2 separate regions of the Hordeum vulgare genome follow, and region 2 is linked to region 1. Evidence: chromatin contacts called from public HiChIP or PLAC-seq data. All regions are on one chromosome and are shown on one strand. Each heading gives the region's core, a stretch centred on a gene start, on an enhancer-like site or on the middle of the called end of the contact. The rest is flanking DNA. Distances are from core to core; before and after follow the strand shown. Region 1 has its middle 240 kb from the start of LOC123448472. Region 2 has its middle 9.9 kb from the start of LOC123448472.

The links. HiChIP or PLAC-seq counts read pairs in DNA pulled down with a chosen protein or histone mark.
Region 2: an H3K4me3 HiChIP or PLAC-seq map of embryo shows a contact between it and region 1, with 5 times the contacts expected there. The contact joins two enhancer-like sites. A contact is called at or near these places in 1 of 6 Hi-C or Micro-C datasets (seedling) and 1 of 1 datasets of contacts at active chromatin or transcription factors (embryo).

What each region holds. Positions count from the first base shown.
Region 1 is chr4H:251,858,256-251,862,341 of MorexV3_pseudomolecules_assembly, forward strand. No RefSeq gene overlaps it. Among protein-coding and RNA genes, the nearest start is that of LOC123448472, 240 kb to the right of the region's middle. Within about 2 kb of position 2,521, at least 3 of the 3 cell types and tissues checked have open chromatin away from gene starts, as enhancers often do. A contact at or near this core is called in seedling, where this site is marked.
Region 2 is chr4H:252,107,551-252,111,505 of MorexV3_pseudomolecules_assembly, forward strand. It overlaps the pseudogene LOC123448471. Among protein-coding and RNA genes, the nearest start is that of LOC123448472, 9.9 kb to the left of the region's middle. Within about 2 kb of position 1,446, at least 3 of the 3 cell types and tissues checked have open chromatin away from gene starts, as enhancers often do. A contact at or near this core is called in seedling, where this site is marked.

The sequences.
Region 1 (4,086 bases), core at 1,271-3,770:
TCCGCGTTGGCTTATAAACGCCACGACCGACTCCCGTGTGTACCTCAACACACCGGTGACGCGCCTGCTCTCTCGATGTGCCCATATGGACGCACGTAAGATGTCGTTGCCCCGGTCCAGTGTACATCAACACATCGGCATTGCGCTTGCTCGCTCGAGCCACCATACACACGCACATAGGCCGCCTCCCCGTGCCCGAGTCTCATCCAACAACATTGGAGCCAATGAAAAAAGTGACATTTGGAATCATGTCCTACACAAGGTTGCCAAAACCCACGCTAGTCCCCACTCTCATCAGGTTACCAAATGAATATGTGTTCTGGCTTGTCATCCCCCGATCAGGTGTGCTTCAACACATTGAAGAAATAAGAGTCAGACACAGAGGAACCATCCCTGAAAAAGCTATCGTTTGAGCCGACCATCATTTGAGCCGGCAAATTTGAAATCCATTGGCAAAAAGAAAAAGAAAAAGAAGGGCCCTGGAGGAGCCATAAAAGAGGACCAAGAGAAAATAGTAAGAAATGGGTTTAGAGGCTTATGAACACAATTTGGCCACGATATTTTCCAAAGACATACGATGAGCATCACAAGAATCATCAACTTCCCACATCGTCTCCAGTATCAATAAATTCCATCATTCAACCATCTAACTCATGCCGACTTATGCCATAGCCAAGTATGAAGACTCTTAAGCCGCCTCCTCGAGTCGACTTAAGACTCGGGGGCTACACAGTCATGACTCGGCAGATTCAGCCGTGCTCAAAAAATTCAAGAACCCCGGGTCATTGCAGGGAAGATAACCTAGTTCCGAGGGCTCCTGCCTTATTGGCGAAAAATCAAAAGTCGCCCAAGAGGACTAGTCGCCACGATGCATAGTTCAAACATGGGTGCCCTGCCTTATGGGTGAAAAATTAAAGATTGCGAAAGAGGACTAACTGCCATGATGCGCTATTCAAACATAGGTATACTGCATTAATTGATCATCATATTATCATACTATGATCAATGGAATAAAGACAGCTTATCTGGACCCCAGATGTTTTGAAGTAGTTAAGTAGCAAAATAAATGCCACCATGTTATTCTACACATTTTTAGTCAAGTTACATATGTGGAACATTTTAATCGAAGCTACGGTTAATTAGTTAGGAGACAAACCGTTGTAACATATCATTCACGCAAATTAAATGAAAATATCAAGTTAAACATTCTTAACATGTGTGAAAGTTGCAAATTATTAATCTACACAAAATTCTCAATAATTTCATATATAAAGTTTTAAATCCAATGCACAATTATTTTGCTATGAATTAAAACATTTTAAAATGGCACCACGCAAAATAACGCAAACAACAAGTTTAAATATTTTAACATATATGAAAGTGGGATATTATGAATCTACATGAAATTCTAATCATTTTACATGTCTAACTCATTTTAGTCCCATGTACGGTCGAAAAGTTGTAGATGCATGATTTTACGGACTAATCTCTAAAATAGTTTTTTCATAGGATAATTGAATAAATACGCAGCGCCGGGAAAAAATGGCAAACGGGCCAAATCTGGGACACATCATTCGGGGCAACATACTATTCAACGCACCGAGCAACAGATAGCTAACCACAACTTGGAAATGTCTCGGTTGCAACTCATCTTGCGGGCCTAGGCCCGGATCGATGGAGCGGTCTCCTAGCGCACTAGACCTACGTTGGGGAGGACGATTTGGTCCTTGGGAGGCGCCAATGGCTTGGCTGATGGGGCAGCGGGCTGGCTGTTGAGGCGAGTTGGGCTGGCTCAACAAGCAAGCAGCGACAGGTGATGCAAAGGAGGCCTCGCATGGATGACGTGGCGCTCACCCACGTTGGCGCTGGAACGGGTCAATGCGACCACGCGCAGGTGAGCGGGATGAGGCCTGGGCGAACACACGCAACCATGGCGGGGAGGCGCGGATCCAGCGGAGGCGGGTTGGGGAAGAACGGATCCATCCATTCCGGCGGAGAACGACAACAACCAACGACGGCAGCGGACCTCGTGTCCATGGCGGGCATCATTGCACACCCCGAGAGCACACAAGGAGGTTAGATCGCGGAGAGAGAGAAGAGAGAGGGAAGGAAAGGGAGGAAAAGGTCGGGGTGAGTTCCTACGTGGGTGGTCGCTCGGGGTTGAGCAGCTCCTTGGCTACTACTGTTGATTAGGGACGACTGGGATGGCCGGCAAGGTCGACGAGGGGTGATGGGCATCTCGGGCGAGGCTCCGGTAGGTCTGGTGGCCAGCCGATGGATCTGAAGGTGGCTAGCAACGGGGGCTTTTAGTAGGATCTTGGGGTCGAGCTCGTGGACCTCGGGCGCCATGGGGTCGAGGCTTGAGGTCGGCTAGATGCAGGGAGCAGCTCGGGTACTCCCACGCCTGATCGGGAGCTGCGGCGGCTGGCGAGCTGCGCGGTGATGCGGGCTGAGGGACGAGGTCGGGCAAGCGGTCACTATAGCGGTCACTATGCGATTGGTTGGTTTGGATCTGTGAGGAGGGAGATGGGACAAGGGATGGCGACGGCGCTAATTATTAGGGGAATGTTTGCCTAAGGTTAAGAGCTATACTGCTGGCTATAAGCCTATAAGCAGCCTTATAGCTAGCTTGTACAATAGTTAGCTATCAAAGAGTATTATTTTTATCATATATGGCCCACCTTTCATTCTCACAAAACACCTAGGAGCACGTGTTAGAGCTGGCTCTTCACGAAGAGCCCGCTTCCTTGTCTCTCTTCTTCTCTCTCATCCAACTCAGCAAAAATATAGTATTTTAATCCTTACAGCCTGCTGACTGTACCTTATTATACTTGCTCTAAGGATTGCATCAGTATTTATATAGATAGGACCGAGTAGGGTATATGTGGATCATCCGATTTAGATCGCGCGGTAGAGAAAAATAGGCTAGGGAGTCAAGTTGAAAAACAGATGATGCTTTGGGTATTACGGGGTTGATTTGGACCTATCGGTCACGACCGTATGTTTTGGGTTCTGGGAAACTATCGGACGGGCACGAGGGTCGGTGCACTATGCACAGGGGCTAGGCATGAGAAGAGAGGGGATACGCGGGAAGCCCGACAACAACTTTTATATACGAAAATGTTTGCGATTTGACAGGGTATAGTGTCGCTATAAGTTTAACGGTTCATGTATCAAACGGACTACGATTGCGTCGAAATTTGGCAGACGATCTTTCTAAGCTATATTAAGACCACACGCCAACTTTCAACCCATTCCGAGGAATTTTTATACACCCTTTTACAACAATATTTTATCGATACCGCGGGCTCATGTGTGTGTGGTTGGTCTCAAACGGTCAACGACAAAAACGGAGAGGACCGATAACTAACAATCGATGCAAGTTTTGAAAAATGACGGCAACGAAATGCCGATGCAATGCTGATGATGCAAATGATGTGATGATGAATGCGACAACCAAACAAATCATATGACGACAATGGAATAAAAAGGGAATCTTTTAGAGCATCGTTTGCGGGTTGTTACATCAAAGAGTCAATCACTCTCTCCCAGAAATTTGGCTTGGTAGAAGAGGATTATTAGGTGGAAAGCAACCTTATGGCGGTGGTAAAACCGACAACTCGAATATTGGGTCTCGAGCCATGGATCTAAGATCAATGGTAAGAGGAAGAGTAGGGAGATGATGTTTACCTAGGTTCGGGCCCCCTAGACGAGGTAGATACCAACGTCCTACTTTGATTATAATATGTTGGTCTCTCTAGTACAGTCCCTAAGGCGAATAATTTGTCCCTCTACGTACTAAACCCCTGTGCCTATATAGATACCCAGGGGATCTAGGTTACATGTTTAGGTCGGTTGTAGATATGCCAATTATAGAGTTATCCTTGGGTTGCACACTAGGTCTTCGGAAGTTTACTTCCTTCATACGAGCGAGTCTTGATGCTCCCACCGTCCTTTGGGCGGTTGCTCAATAGGACCCTATTAGGCCCATAAGGACCAAACACCATGGGTTAGTACCCCTAGTCCAGGACACCCTTAGTAGCCCCTCAACTAGTCTCCAATCGTCGAAGACACACACACTCCTCG
Region 2 (3,955 bases), core at 196-2,695, 250 kb after region 1:
CCTGCATCGTTTACATAGAATGAGTCACATAAAGTGCACTTAGCAGTAAGAGTAAACGAACCCCCCATGATCAGGCCTTAAAAGAATCCCTTCCATTAGATTAAACAAAGGCATCTGGTACTGACGGTGAGCAATTGCATCATTCCCTGCATACTGTGTGCAAAATTGGCTACCAAAACAGGCCTAACTTGTTATCTTTGAACATGTAAACACAGCTCACTGGTTTCAATCATGGATATGGCACGTAACCTGCTTTATAATCTAAATCTAAGACATATATAAAAAAACATGGAAATTTGTCATACTACACAACGACTTTGTGTCTAGTTTGGTTATTATGCAGCCATAACAGGTTTTTCCCATGTAGGAGTAGCATACGACCACATTTGAAACAAGCTATATGTATGCAATCGTACTGAACGTGGAGTTGCTGATAGTAAAAGCAGAGCGATTTTATCCATGGACCGGTGACCATGATGCTAAATCTCACCTTGAACCTTGTCCTGTCTGTGAGTTGGAAAACCAAGCAATCGCCATCGGCGAGGCCATGGTGGACGACGAACCCTCTCCACTCATTCCTGAGGAAGTTGTGTCTGGCATTGTACACCATGTGAAACTCGTCATCCGCCTCATCCACCACGACGACCGCCTCGTCGTGCGCCGGGAGATACTTGATTTAGTCCTTGGGGATTGCCTGTCACAACACAACACAATGCATATACATAACCCACCAAATCAATCAACATCCAATCCGATCCAAGAAGCACATCCAGTGCAACAAGTTCTCTTGCTAAAAAAAATACCATTGCGAATGACTTGCTGGCGCAGTCGTGGATGATGGGCTTGACGAAGGCCGGCCAGCGGATGTCGTGAATCCGGCGCTGGAGCTCCTCTGCCTTTTGTTTGGCGGCGGCATGTGCCTCGTACCCTCCACGGTAGTCGCGACGCTTTGCGCCCGCAAGGTAGTCGGGCTGCTCCGGGAGGCTGGCGACGCGGCCGGACCGCCGGAGCTCGCCGGGGCCCGGGGCCTTGGGCTTCTGCGGCACCACACATTTTTAGTAGGGGAGAAAAGGAGATGGAAGACCGGAGGCAAGGAAGAAGAAGGGAGAGGATCTGACGAACCGGCCTGGGCTTGTGCTTGGGCTTGGGCCTGGCGGTGGCCTCGCGGACGGCGGCGGAGAGGTGGTGCAGGTGGAGCTCCTCGCCCTTCCGCCGGTTCTCCTCGATCTGCCTCCGGCGCTGCTCCTCGTACGAGTTCGATTCCGACATTTTCTCCGATTCTGCGTCCTCCCCTCCGGCGCTGCTCTGCTTGGGGAGCAGTCAGTTGGCCCGTTTAGCACGCCCATCCCGCCGCTAAGAACTTAAGAAGGGAGGGAGGGAGTGTGGGTGGACATCCTGACGCGGGAAGCGGTGTGTGCGACAGCGTGTGTGATCTGTCGTAGTTGGGTTGGTGGTGTGCCTGAGTTATAAGTGCAGTGGTTGTGTGTGGGGGGAATATCATGTACTCCGTATTACCTAAACTAGTAAACCGGCGAGAGGAGTTGATCTCCCTCGAACCTTCCTCTGCTTTCTCCTACCTCGCCTCCTTCTTCCTTTCCCTTCCCCCTTCTCCCAGATCTGACCAAGAGAGAGAGAAGGTACGTTACAGCTCGGCGCGGCAAATGGACATGGTGAGGACGAGGTGGCCATGGCGCAGTCGCGGCGTCGAGGATGCGGTGGTGGAGGCAAAGTGAAGCGGCGGCAAAGGCGAGGTTATGGAAAGGAGACGCCATGGTGGAGGCGAGGCATAGTGGAGCTTGGTCGATTCTAAGACAAGCCCGATGGGTGAGGCGGGGTGCAGTGAACATGCGGTGGCAGAACGAGTCCGACTCGGAGAGAGGTGCCGAGGTGGGTTGACAAGAGACAAGGCCGACTTTAGGAGAGGAGGGGTACTGACGCGGGCGTGGCGGACCGACCCCAACAGCCACCCGAGTATACTCGCCAGGAACGACGCCCCATCCTTGAAGGCACGTGTCGCCTTGTAGCCAGGGTCGGTGTACGCCAGGAGGACATCCTAGTCTGGGAGCAATACGATCAGTCTGGAACTTATAATCAAACAAGGTTTGCATGTGGTCCTTCTTTCCCTCATCATATGAGGGCTGACAACTAGAAAGCGATCCACCCCGAAATGCGCTTTTTTATCCTTTGATTCAACTCGTATTAGCCTTCCACCGTGGACACTAGCAGATCGGTGTTTTCTTGTTTTGACACGCTCAGTATGGATTTAGGCCCGGTTCTTTTCACCCTGGATTTTAGAGAATCAGGATTATGGAAAATTCTCCCAGAATCTGCTTCTCCCAGAATCTGTGGTTGAGTTCTTTTCAGAGATTGTAGTTTGAGATTCTGGAAAGTGTTGTGTGTTGAAATGTCTGTACTGCCCTTAGATAGAAGCAAATTCATCCATCCATCTAACAAATAAGCAGCAAATTCATCCATCCATCTAACAAATAAGCAGCAAATCCATCCATCCATCCATCTAACAAATAAGCAGCAAATCCATCCATCCATCCATCTAACAAATAAGCAGCAAATCAATCCATCCATCTAACAAATAAGCAGCAATATCTGTTTATAGTATCTGTTTACAGGGAAGAAGAACGAAGCTCACAGCGGGGTGGGGCAGACTGCAGGGTGGGCGGGGCGGGGCCTGGCCGGCCGGAGGCGGGGCGGGGCGGGGTCGGCCGGCGGCTGGGCGGGGCGGGGCCGGCCGGCGGCTGGGCGGGGCGGAGGCCGGCCTGACGAGCGGGGCGACGGGGCCTGCCGGCGGCGGGGCGACGGGGCCTGCCGGCGGCGGGGCGGGGCCGGCCTGAGGAGCGAGCGCAGATGCGGCCTGAGGAGCGAGCTCAGATGCAGAGGCGGGGTGGGGAGCGAGCGCAAATGCGGGGCGTTTTGGTTGACTGCTCGGTGGCATTTTGCCTGTAATTACGTGGTACAATAGGGGTATGGTATTAATCCGAAAGGTTTTCTTTTGTGGGACTTGGTAGAATCTTGAGATTGTGGGAGAAACCAGGTTTTCCTCAGATTTTGAATTGCACTGAGATTCTGCAGAATCTGATTCAGATTTTGGTAGTTCATTCGAGTTCTTTTGGCTCGGGATTTTCGGGACTGAGATTCTATAGAATCTTCTCAAAAGAACCGGGCCTTAATCTTGCAATGAAAACTCACATCGTCTCCGTGATAGAAAAAATAATTAGACGGACCGCGTGCAACACTGCATGGAACAGATGCAATTCCAATTTCTCTATCCACCTCAATCTTGTACAAGCTGCTCCAAAGCTAATTATGATTGTGACTATAAACCGATGAATTTACCATCTGTTTCCAAGGTTGTCCCATGCCGGGTTATCGAGTACAATTGTCTTTGCCAGCTCTTCTTTATACTTCTTTATACAATCGATCGCGAGCTCCTTGATCCTTGAAAATCTCCCTTCAAGAACACAATTCCACCATGCGTAGGCTCAGTGGACGCCAACTGTCGTGGTTTTGTCACGTTAAGATGTCTTCGTGAGAGAACTTACGTGTGAGGCCATCGCAACTAGGTGGCGTCTTGAGAGGGGTTGGTCGGAATCGAGAGACGCGAGTTTACCCAGGTTCGGCCCCTCCGACGTAGCTAAAACCTACGTCATGCTTTGTATGTATTGATAAGGATGATGATCTCGATTACAAGGGTGTTGTTTTGCTACCTCTAGTCACAAGAGCCTCTAATCTGTGTATCTCTAATGATTTGAACTTCTTGGGGCGCCTTACCCCTCCTTATATAAGCTACTCAGACTAGGACTAATCTTTCTTGAATCCTAATTAGGGTCTTGTTTCCTTTGTGAGAGAGTCCTTCCTTTCCTTAGGACTTCTCTCTGAGCCGGCCCTCCCATGATCCGCCTTCTGGGACATTGGGTCTTGTCGTTTGTCTGACTCGCGT